Regions from separate parts of the Mus musculus genome. Here region 2 is linked to region 1. Evidence: chromatin contacts called from public promoter capture Hi-C data. All regions are on one chromosome and are shown on one strand. Each heading gives the region's core, a stretch centred on a gene start, on an enhancer-like site or on the middle of the called end of the contact. The rest is flanking DNA. Distances are from core to core; before and after follow the strand shown.

The links. Promoter capture Hi-C pulls out the DNA fragments that hold promoters and counts their contacts.
Region 2: a contact with region 1 is called in a promoter capture Hi-C map of neural stem cells. The contact joins two enhancer-like sites. A contact is called at or near these places in 1 of 39 promoter capture datasets (neural stem cells), 1 of 15 datasets of contacts at CTCF or cohesin (stem cell-derived epiblast-like cells), 7 of 484 Hi-C or Micro-C datasets (the HL-1 cell line, Th1 cells, cerebral cortex and 4 more), 2 of 115 datasets of contacts at active chromatin or transcription factors (T-cell acute lymphoblastic leukemia and VIP interneurons) and 1 of 9 other capture datasets (embryonic stem cells).

The regions. Positions count from the first base shown.
Region 1 is chr5:141,032,360-141,037,841 of GRCm38.p6, forward strand. No RefSeq gene overlaps it. Among named protein-coding and RNA genes, the nearest start is that of Gm38729, 22 kb to the left of the region's middle. Within about 2 kb of position 3,077, at least 6 of the 459 cell types and tissues checked have an H3K27ac peak or open chromatin away from gene starts, as enhancers often do. A contact at or near this core is called in neural stem cells, where this site is marked.
Region 2 is chr5:142,314,830-142,321,002 of GRCm38.p6, forward strand. No RefSeq gene overlaps it. Among named protein-coding and RNA genes, the nearest start is that of Gm30998, 45 kb to the right of the region's middle. Within about 2 kb of position 4,647, at least 10 of the 459 cell types and tissues checked have an H3K27ac peak or open chromatin away from gene starts, as enhancers often do. A contact at or near this core is called in neural stem cells, where this site is marked.

The DNA of each region.
Region 1 (5,482 bases), core at 1,827-4,326:
GCTCCATAAGATCCAGCTAGCTCTAAGGCATTTTCTTAATTAATGATTGATGGGGGAGGGCCCAGCCCACTGTGGGTGGTGTCATTTTGTGCTGGTGGTCCTGTGTTCTGTCAGAAAACAGTCTGAGCAAGCCATGATGAACAAGCCAGTGAGCAGCACCCCTCCATGGCCTCTGCATCAGCTCCTGCCTGAAGGTTCCTGCCCTGTTTGAGTTTCTGTTCTGACATTCTTCAGTGATGAACATGGAATGTTCAATGATGAATATGGAAGTATAAGCCAAAGAAAACCTCTCCTCCCCAACTTGGTTTTTGGTCGTGGTACTTCATTGCAGCAATGGAAACCCTACCTAAGACGGTAGCTTACGCTGACCTCTGGTTTCAGTCTTGCTTCCTGTCTTACATGGTGTGAAGAGTCCCACATACGCATTCCCACTGCCACACAACTTCTCTGCAACGACAAGCACAGACTCCTCTAAAACTAGGAGCCAAAACTAACTTTTCCTCTCTTTGTTTTCATCAGGTATTTGGTTGCAGCAAACTTAGAATTGCTGGTTTGGAAAACCCCACAGACTCTGAGCCATTGGATACACCAGGAATCATGCTTACATCTTGCTCCTCACACCAGAGCAAGCACAATGCCTGGAATTTACCCAAAGGGTCTAGTATCATATATAATGCCAGGAAACAAACTACTATGTGGATTGAAAGCTATCCCCCCTATTTATGTGTTTGGTTACCTCTAGATCTTAGAACCTCAACATTTTGGTTGAGTTCACCTCTGCTGTGGGTGAGCTGCTGGTAGCTACAGTCCCCAGGGTGTTACATGTTCCAGCAACAGTTGGGCTTGTTGCCATGGAGACAGCAACATTGCAAGACAGACAACACCTGTGCACACACTCTTGAAGCCTAACCTCCTGACTGGCTTGCATTCATTTTTACTGCATCTCATATGCCACTGTGATTCATATGGTCAGGCTGGATTCAATGCATGTAGACTGCACCTGCTGGTGGAATGCTGCCGGGTCCCAAGGCAAAGGGAGTGGGTTCTAGGAAGGTCTCGTGGAGAAATGGGAACATTTGGCCAGCAATCAAGAAGATAGCTAAAATTTTCATTTTGAATATAAAGTTTGACTTTAAAAATTAAATCATTTGGGCCAGGTGGTGGTGGCACACATCTTTAATCCCAGGAGTCAGGAGACAGAGGCAGGTGGATCTCTGGGTTCAAGGCCAGCCTGGTCTACAGAGTCAGTTCCAGGACAGCCAAGGCTACAAAGAAAAACACTGTCTCAAAAAAATTTTTTTTAAAAATCATTTAGAATCTAGTTATCCACCAATGGCCTTTGGGGGGCTAAGGAAATGGCTCATGGGTAAAGTGCTTACTGCACAAACATGAAGATCTGAGTTTGAGTCTCAGAACCCACACAAAAAAGCCAGGCATGGTGGTATATGCTTGTGATCTCAATACTGGAGAGGGGAGGCAGGAGGACCCCTGGGGTTTTCTGGCCAGCCTAGCCTCATTGGAGAATTCCAGGCCAGTGAGAGACCCTGGCTCAAAAGATTGATGATGTCTGAGGAATAACAACCAAGATTATCCTCTGGCCACATATACACATGTGCACGCAAGCACTGGTATACGCACACATTTCTGACATGGTCAAGGGGTCTCTCACACACAGCCACTCCTGGCTGGGAGAGAGGAGTTTGGAGCTGGCAAGCAGAAATGCTCTGGGTCAGCGAGGAGTCCCTGCTGAGCAGTCACTAATGGGAGGCTAAGGTAAATTTCCCCAAAATGAAGCAGGAAGGAGCAGACAGGAGTGAGCTACAAAATTTCTAGTGACTTGTTTCAAGGCTTTCTGGTATTCCAGGAAATCTATATGTGTTAAATAAGAAGAGGGAGATTAACCCCTAGATGAGGCCCAAGAAAAAGTCTAGGTCAACTGTTTGAATTGAGTTCAGTCAGGTGCAGACTTGCCACTTTGTAACCAGCCTGGCAGAAATGAGGGCTTTCTAAAGAGACACTCACCTATCAGGCTATTGAAACAATGGGCCCCAGAGAAATGGCGGTTTCCCTAGAAATCTCATGCTGGGAGAAGGGCAAGGCCCCATCGGATGGGGAACTTGTTTTCATGGAGGTTTTACACAGTTCCATCAGCTTGTCAGAATTCTTACACCTTGAGCTGAAGCCCAGACAAGGATGGGTGGGACCACGCCTTGACTGAGTGGGACTACTTTGATATTCATATCCTTGACCTCTATTTAAACTCTTGTTTTTAGGGCTCTAAAGGCAGACTGGGAGGTTCCCCAAATCTTCTTGACCCTCTTCTCAATGTGCCCCCATTGAATACACTAATACATCTCCTAGTTCTGCTCCTCATTATTAATTTGGCTCTTTTATTGGCTTATTGAGAATAGGTGGCATAAGTTCTTATATCTCAAATGTAATAATTTCTCAGAAGTTATAACCCCTCAAGTCTGGCATAGGGTCATGCTTCAGTGGTAGAGCCCCTGCCTAGAACCCCCCAGTGAGGGGCTGGGGTGTGGCTCAGTGGTAGAGCCCCTGCCTAGAACCCCCCAGTGAGGGGCTGGGGTGTGGCTCAGTGGTAGAGCCCCTGCCTAGAACCCCCCCAGTGAGGGGCTGGGGTGTGGCTCAGTGGTAGAGCCCCTGCCTAGAATCCCCCAGTGAGGGGCTGGGGTGTGGCTCAGAGGTAGAGCCCCTGCCTAGCATGTACAGGCTACCGGGTAACAGCCCCAGCACTACAAAGAGAAATAGAATATGTCACGAAACAAATTCTTGACAGACCTTCATCCTAAAGAGAAGGTCCTGGCTCTCGTGTTTGTTTGACTCCTGTGCCAGTGCTCAAGGCAGCCCCTCCCTGTGAGTTCTCCTGTGGGCTCTGTTTGTTGGAATGGAAGCTTCCAGAAGGCAGGGATCTTGCAAGGTCTATCTCCTCAGCCCTAGTGAGACCCCCAGAAGTTTCTGTTGATGTACTTCCCTGCTTCCTTCCTCAGAGCACAGAGCCTGGTTGCTTTCAGGGAAATAAATGGAGAATAACCTTGTTGAGCCAAGTACAAAGTTCTTCCTTGACAGCCCTATTCCTTTTGGACAGCCTTGAAAAGAGCCAGAGATTTCTTTACAAGGAAATAGAAAGGGTCGCATTTATAATGGGCGCAGAGCCATCCTGTGAACCCAGCCTTCGCTCGCCTGCCAGGGAGTTAGCGAGGCAGATGGCAGAGCTATGATGGTCTTTGGAGGCTGAAACAAATATTACTTCTAAGGTCCTCTATCCAAGGGACTCCTACTAGGGGGACCCTAAGCTAGCAATGCTTTGGTATAGAGCTTTCATTGAGTCCAATCTCATCTTGCATGGTGTCTCTCAACAGCTCCGAAATACATGAACAAGTTTCTTAAACAATGGTAATTCAGTTGTGATTGTCACTCATGGGGAGAGCACAGCAAATAAAGATAAACACACTTCATTCTTGTTCTCAGGCATGCTGCAATATGAGCAAAGTTAACTGTGGTAAGTAAGACCCTCCCGACAAAGATGGGGATGTTGGAAACTGCCCTGGACCCTGAAATGAACTCAGAGGCTAAAAGAACCAGCTGGCAAGAAGAGAGTGGAAATTTGGTTGACAGTGGTGCTGTGGGGGAGGGGGAAGGGATGTGGAGGCGGTGAGTGGAGCGCTCTCCCAGGAGTACAATACAATAAGAGAATTTATTCTTTTTTTTTTCTCCAGCATCTTTCACAGAGAAGTTTAACAAAATGCCCCGCGGCTAATTACAGACTTCCTATGCAAATACAAGCAGAAGTCTGTAATTTATTAAATGGTCGAGATAGAAGACTTTTAAGGATCACTGCAGAGATGGGTAGCTGGATCAGCCAGGGGAGAATCGAAGGCACCGCGAATGAGAAACAGAGTGGTCTGCTGGAGAGATACCGTACCAGAGGGGTCTGGGTGTTAGCAGGATGCTAAAAAGGCACACTCATGAGCCTTAGAACCAGAACGCACACACTCCTGCCAGAGGGAACTGATCCAAGTTGAGGAGGCTTGGGACCATTTCTGTGTAGGGATATGTGTCATGTTGGGAAATTACCTGAAGAACATGTGATATGAAGGGCAACGTGGACAAGAAGCCAAGAAAGTTGTTTGTGACAGTGGCAGAGGCCATCAAAACAAGTGTCCCAGAATGAGGGGCATTGCCGGGGTCATGACCAAATCTAGTGCCAAATCAATCAATCTTATGGAGGTTTGCTGGCAGGTGTATGTCAGTTAGAGGCAGGAGGACCAGTCAGCCTTGTGAAAGCCCACTCAGCAGGGGGCATTGGATTGATCATCCATCCATCCATCCATCCATCCATCCATCCCTTTACTCATTTCAGTGAGCTAGGGTCCTATATAGCCCAGGATGCTCTCAAACTCCTTATGTAGCCAAAGAAGACCTTCTTCCTTCTAAGTGCTGAGATTACAGGCCTACAGGACTGGTCCAGTTAATGCTGGTGCTGGGTATTAAACCCAGGGCTTCCCTCCCTCCCTCCATCCCTCCATCCCTCCACCCCTCCATCCATCCCTCCATCCCTCTCTCCCTCCATCCCTCCCTCCATCCCTCCCTCCCTCCCTCCCTCCATCCCTCCCTCCCTCCCTCCGTCCCTCCATCCATCCCTCCATCCCTTCCCTCCATCCCTCCACCCCTCCATCCATCCCTCCATCCCTCTCTCCCTCTCTCCCTCCCTCCATTCCTCCCTCCCTCCCTCCATCCATCCCTCCCTCCTTCCCTCCCTCTCTCCCTCCATCCCTTCCCTCCATCCCTCCACCCCTCCATCCATCCCTCCATCCCTCCCTCCATCCATCTCTCCCTCCCTCCCTCCCTCCCTCCGTTCCCTCCCTCTCTCCCTCCCTCCCTTCATCTTTCTCCCTTCTCTCCCTGCTCTTTCTCTTCCTTCCTCAGTTACAGCCCAGCTCAGAGGAACCCTGATGGCTACCTTTACATCTTCTAACTCTTGGCAGCCTGTTTCTTTCGAAACAGCTGAGGACCAAGCAGAAAGCACTGAGCATCAAGGTCGGGCTGGGATAATAGCCGCAAGGTGACTGTTCACTTTGGCAAAGAGAATTACGACCTCCTTTTCCATCCGTCCTCCCCCGATGGCCAGAGAAGATGGAGATAATATTTACTATTTTGTCCTCACACACTGCCGCAGAGGCAGCAACCATATATTTGAAAAGCAGGGGCCTACTATCTTGAGATGGAGAGTCGGGCCAGAATACACGTGGACTTCGGTATTACTAATTCATTTAAGCATGACACTCAGCAGAACTTTCTTCCAAGGAAGTCAATGTCACACCTGTATCCTGTTCTGGGCAAGAAACAATGCCACTGTGAATGAGACTAAGCTTTAGTTATGGTGTGTGTGTGTGTGTGTGTGTGTGTGTGTGTGTGTGTGTGTGTGTGTGTGTGTATGTGTATGAGTGTGAATGTGTGTGAG
Region 2 (6,173 bases), core at 3,397-5,896, 1.3 Mb after region 1:
GGTCCAAAGGCCTCAGCCACTAGATTACTCAATTTTTTAGAAACAGGATTTGATACATCACTCAGGTTAACCTGAGCTCAGAGTCCAGCCCAGGCAGGCTGACTTCAGCCTTATGACCCTCCTCCCTCAGCCTCCTGAGTGAGCACCTGGATTACACACATACACCACCAGCACACTAATTTATTTCTCTAATCAAATACAATGTTTGCTCAAATGTCATCCATCAATGTTATCACTTTTACTCGCTCTCTCTCTCTCTTTGTGTGTGTGTATCTGTCTGTCTGTCTCTCTCTCTCTCTGTTTGTGTGTGTGTGTTTCTATCTGTCTGTCTGTCTCCATGTCATTTGTTTGTCTGACTGCCAGATGAGCCTATTCTCCTTCTGTCACACTTACTTATTTTGTGTCATGAGTTTTCTCTTTCTAGAACCCCTCATGTCCTGAGGCTTGGCGACAAGTGCCTTTTCCCACTGAACCATTACACAATTCCCAAGCCTACTATTCTCTTTTGCCTGAAGTTCTACGGGTTGTGGCAGAGGTAACAGAAGCCGAGGCAGATACCGAGGAAGTTTTAGATTTTGACTGTCAACTTAATTGGATCTGGAATCAGCTAAGACACACACCCTGGATGGGTCTTTGAGGATGTTAGCAGGAAAGATTGACTTGGGGGTGGGGTAAATGGGTGGCACCGCCCAGGGTCTGCAGGGAAGACAGCTGCTCACTTGCCTGTCTCATCTTCTGGCTCGTGAGTGCATCTATCCTGTTGCCACCATGGCTGTGCCGCCACCCTACACCCAACATCGGAACCGGGCATCTTCCACTTTCTAACATGGACTGAAGCCCAGCAGCTCACCAGGAATCATCCAGGCCGGCAGCAGCAGACTCACAGAGTGAGTGTTTTTGTTCTCCATTTCTTCAGCATACAGCCAGCCAGGGATGGGCTACCCAGCCTCTGTTGTGTAAGCCAACTAGCAAATCCCTCTTTTAATGTAAAATCACTCTGCCGGGTCTATTCCTCTAGAGAACCCTAAACACTTCTTCAACTCAGTGTTCACCCATTCACAAGTCCTTCCCAGCATCTAAAGAGACCAGGCTCCTGCCATCTTTTTTCATGGCTAAATGCAATACTGACCTTAGCTCTCACTCATCACCAGTTGAGCAGTGCAATCTTGAGTCTCCTCTCAGTTCTACAGCCCATGCAGAGGGTCACATGACCTCGGCAGACACGAAAGTGTCTGGGTCAAGACAGACGGTCATGAAGGATAAGCAACGCTTGAAGAAGACATGGCAGAGACCACAAGAGAGACATAATCCCAGTCAGACTTCACACCTGCCAGCTGAACAATAGCCAGTACTTAGCAGCCCACTGAGTACCCTCTGCCAGGGCCAGGATCTCTTCCTTTGGCCTGGCTGGGGTGGGGGGTTGTGTGAGAACCCAGCCTGCCACCTTTGCCACCCAGTTGACCAGACTGCGTGGTCAGCACAAGAGGCAGCCTCTGGCTCTGGAGACCTGGCCATTCGGTAAAGTTTTAGCTGCACAAGCATGAGGACCTGAGTTCAGTCCCCAGAACCCATATAAAAGCCAGGGCATAGCGGTGCATGCTGGAGTTTGTCAGCGAGGTTAAACTGGCAGAGCCTCCTAGCCTAGGGATCCCTCCGCCTCCGCCTCCGCCTCCGCCTCCGCCTCCGCCTCCGCCTCCGCCTCCGCCTCCGCCTCCGCCTCCTTGCCCCCCACCCCCCCGCCCGCATTTCTGGGATTACAAGGGCAGACCATCATACCTGGTTACTGGACACTGAACTCCAGGTCCTCACACTTCCATGGCAAGCACATTAGTGACTGAACTCTCCCAGCATAGATTTTTTTTTTCTAGTGAGTTTTGTGTCGAGACAAGACATCACTATGTAGCCCAGGCTGACCTTGAGTGATTCTCCTGCCTCAGCCTCCTGAATGCTGAATACATACGTCACCATGCCTAACTGGAAGATTGCTGCTCTGTGTGTACAAAAACTAAAGTGGCTTGGGTGTCCTCCAAGCCCAGAGATGTTGCTGGGACCCTGAATCCCAACGCTGCCTCCTGATATCTCCATCACTCGTCCCTGCTAAACGCACTTCAAGTGATCTCACACTACAAAATCTTTACTCTGGAAAGCCACAAAAAATTTTCCTCCATAAACAGTATTGCAACTTGGGTCCAATGACGTGGCTCAGTGATCAAAGGCACGTGCTGTGTTTAGTTTGAGAACCAATTTCCTTAGGTTGTCCTCTGAACTCCACGTGCAATTGAGGTACATGCACAGATATATACAGATATAGATACAGATGTAAACTTAGATGTAGATATAAATGTAGATATAGATATAAATATATAGAAACATATATCAGCCTCTGCATCAGCCTCTCAAGTACTAGAATTGCATGTAAGGCATAGATCACCATAAATAACCTATGGTTTTATTTTCAATGTTATTATTGTTACTATTAATATTATTTATGGGGGGGGGGGTCGGGGGCAGAGGTCAATCTCAGATGTTGCTCCTTAAAGTAATACTCTTTTATTTTTAGGGACAGGGTCTCGCACTAGAACCTGGGATGGCTGTTTTTTGACTAGGTCGGCTGGTCAGTGGTCATCATTGCACTACAAGCATGCATTAGTAGTCCTGTCTGGTTCTTCTCAATGTGGATTCTAAGGCACTGACTAATCTATCTCCCAACCCCATGACCATCCCTTTTTTTTGGGGGGGGGGGTGTTTCAAGACAAGGTTTCTCTGTGTAGCCCTGACTGTCCTGGAACTCACTTTGTAGGCCAGGGTGGCCTCAAACTCAGAAATCCACCTGCCTCTGCCTCCCAAGTGCTGGGATTAAAGGCATGCCCGGCCTGACCATCCTTCTTAATGTTCACATAATATTCCTTGATTAACTACACCACAGTTTATTTTCTCCTTTTTTACCACTTAGATTTTTTTTCTAATTTACGCTACTATAAATAACAATGCAATTAACATCTCTATTTCTTCAGCTGGATCCAAATGTCTTATGAATTAACAGCAACTGAACAGGATTCAATTCTGTGTCATTGCTTTTCGGACAAAAACGGAATGTCCTGGTTTCCGAACAAGGAACCATCTAAATTTAGGCTTCTTGACAGAGCTGTGTGACAAGCCGAATAGCAATGACAGAGTCCCAGCAGCACTTTAGAAAAGTCTATTTAGCTTGTTTGCCCTCGTTGAGGGACAGACTAAGTCTCACGTTGCTTCATCTTAAAGTGACTTTCAAGACCGGAAAATTTACCCTTGAAGGGATGTTTTTTTTAGGTACTGTATTTTATTTTTACTTTTTATCTGTGTGTGTACACTGTGTGTGTGTGTGTGTGTGTGTGTGTTCCTGTGAGTAGGGGTGCATGCTTACCATGACACATGAGTGGAGGTCAGAGGAAAAGCTCAGCTGTCAATCATGTCCTTGCCCCTTGGTGGAGCCCAGGTCTCTTGTTTGCCCCGCTGTGTACACCAGGCTACCCTGCCCATATGTTTCCAGGAATTCTCTTGCCTTCCTTCACCTTCCATCTTGCCTTAGAAGTGCTGGGATTCCAGGTATGCACTATCATGTTGACTTTACATGAGCTCTGCCCACTGAGCCATCTTCCTGGCCTAGGGACTTCTCTCTAAGTAGCATCATTTGGACATTTGTTCCTTTACGCAGATGTCCTTGAGCCTGGCTAAGCTCAAGATCGCCCACAAATGCATCCTCCTCGATGTATTTAAATCCCAGTAATACAGTCGCCCTTGGGATGCCTGGAGCTTCAGTTCTGGGACCCTCGGCGAACATTGTGTGGATACGTAGGCCCTGTATAGATGTGATGGTGCTTGTAGAGAACCCATGTCCATCTTCCCACGCACTTGCAGTATTCTTTATATTACTTAGACTAATGCAAGGTCAAGTCTGTGTAAACGGTTGCTAGACAGCATTGTTTAGGGACTAGCAACAGCAGTAACAAAAAAATGGTTGGCTCAGACTCTGTGTGTGTGTGTGTGTGTGTGTGTGTGTGTGTGCACGCTGTGTGCCGGAGAAATAGAGACCAGAAGACAATTGTGTTGTCCAGCTCTCTTCCTTCTTATCTTCCTCTTCTTCTTCCTTCTCCTCCCCCTCCTCCTCCTCTTTTTCTTCTTCTTCCGGCCTCCCAAATGCTGGAATTAAAGGCTCTACCATAACAGTCTTAACTTATTTTTTTAAGTATGTTATTTTTTAAAACTTACAAAATAGCCAGGTGGTGGTTGTACACACCTTTAATCCCAGCACTCTGGAAACAGAGGCAGGTAGATCTCTGTGAGTTCAAGGCCAGCCTCATCTACAGTGTGAGTTCCAGGTCAGCCAGGGCTACACAGAGAACCCTTGTCTCAAAAAAACAAAAAAACTTACAAAATACACATACACACACACAGAGCCCAATGTCCATTCATGTACTTGAGGCACAAGGCACATCTAGCCACAAAGAGATCAAGTTACCTTGAGACATCATGGAGGTGAGCCAGAGGCTGCTCTGATCCCAGCCCCTCCAGCGTCCCAACTCTCCCTAAGTGGTGGCCCCACACCTTAGCCCCTGAAACTGCCCTTCACATAAATCTGGCCAAGTGTCGTCAACAGAATAAATCTCAGGCTTCTACTGCCACCTTGTGGTCACTTCTTGTCAGTTGCCCAGCCTCACGTCTCGGCCCATGCCATAGACCGTGGAATGACCTCACAAACTTAAAGAAAAGGAGGTCCAGAGAGGGTGGTGACACTCCTGGGGTCACACAGTTAGCCATGATGATGCTGCGGCTAGAATTTCACGTTCTTCAGTTCTGTGCGTCTTTGCTTTGGCTTCTCCAAGAAGCCAGGCTCAGACAGTGCCACGACTGGGCTCTCAAGTAGGAAGAAAAGAGAATGGGATAGTGTGCAACTTTAACTATTGAACTATTTGCTCCACTGGCCTGGGCAGGACAGAACAGCATCAGAAGCCACGAGTTTGCCTCTCATTCTCTCGTTCTCACTTTTGCCTGTAGCTACTTGCTCGGGAAGCCAGGGGAGCAAGCATAGGAATCCCACCGGGTCTCACCCTCTCCACTACTCCTTCCGGCCCAAAATGGCCCCAAATCGGAAGACAGATGTGAGGTTTGGATCGGAATGAGACTTATAGTGTTTTCCTACTGCCTCAACTTAGGCAAGGTGATTGCTGCCCGGAATCCATGTCTGCCTCTAAAACAATCCAAGTGACGACTGACCATCAGGAAAGAAAGATCCCAGCTGGGCAGTGGTGGCGCACGCCTTTAATCCCAGCACTCGGGAAGCAGAGACAGGCAGATTTCTGAGTTCAAGGCCAGCCTGGTCTACAGAGTGAGTTCCAGGACAGCCAGGGCTACACAGAGAAACCCTGTCTCAGAAAACCAATAAATAAATAAATAAATCCTTTAATAAAAAAAAAAAAAAGGAAAGAAAGATCCCAGGCTGGCTTGGTCCTCAGCTGACGAGGCTGTTGGGAATTGGTGGCAACTTTAGGACTTCGGGACAAACAGGATAAAGTTAGGTCATTGGAGAACATGCCCTTGAGGAGGACTGTACACACACACACACACACACACACACACACACACACACACACCTGCGCCCTTCCCTCTCTGTTGCCCAATTGCCGTGAGGCGAGCTGACTTCCTCCAGCATGTGCTCTGGCTGCCATGTACTGTGTCGCCACAGCCCAGGATAACAAGGCCAGGCAACTATGGCCTGAAGTCTCTGAAACTGTGAGTCAAAATAGACTTTTCCTCCTTGTACGTTTCTTGTTCTAGGTGTTTTAATCGCAGTGCCAGAAAGCTAACACAGCCCTAGATCTTCTGGTCTAATTACTTACAAGTTGGTCTGGGGCAAGGTTGACTAAAGTGAGGTGTGTTTGGTCAAGAACATTTAGAGTCAGGAAAAGCATTCCAGAAGGTAGCAGAACTGTAGACAGCAGCATGGCTTGGAAGTTAGAGTTAGGGTGGGATTGTGGAAGACCAAAATGGAAGCTGAAGGAGGTCTACCTACCTAATATTCCTGCCTAATTCACCTTACCTAAATGCTTTCATCAATTGTTTAATTGGAAAGTATGTATGCTGTCTTAGTTGGGTTACTTTGCTGTGGTGAAACACCATGACCAGGCTGGCGAGAA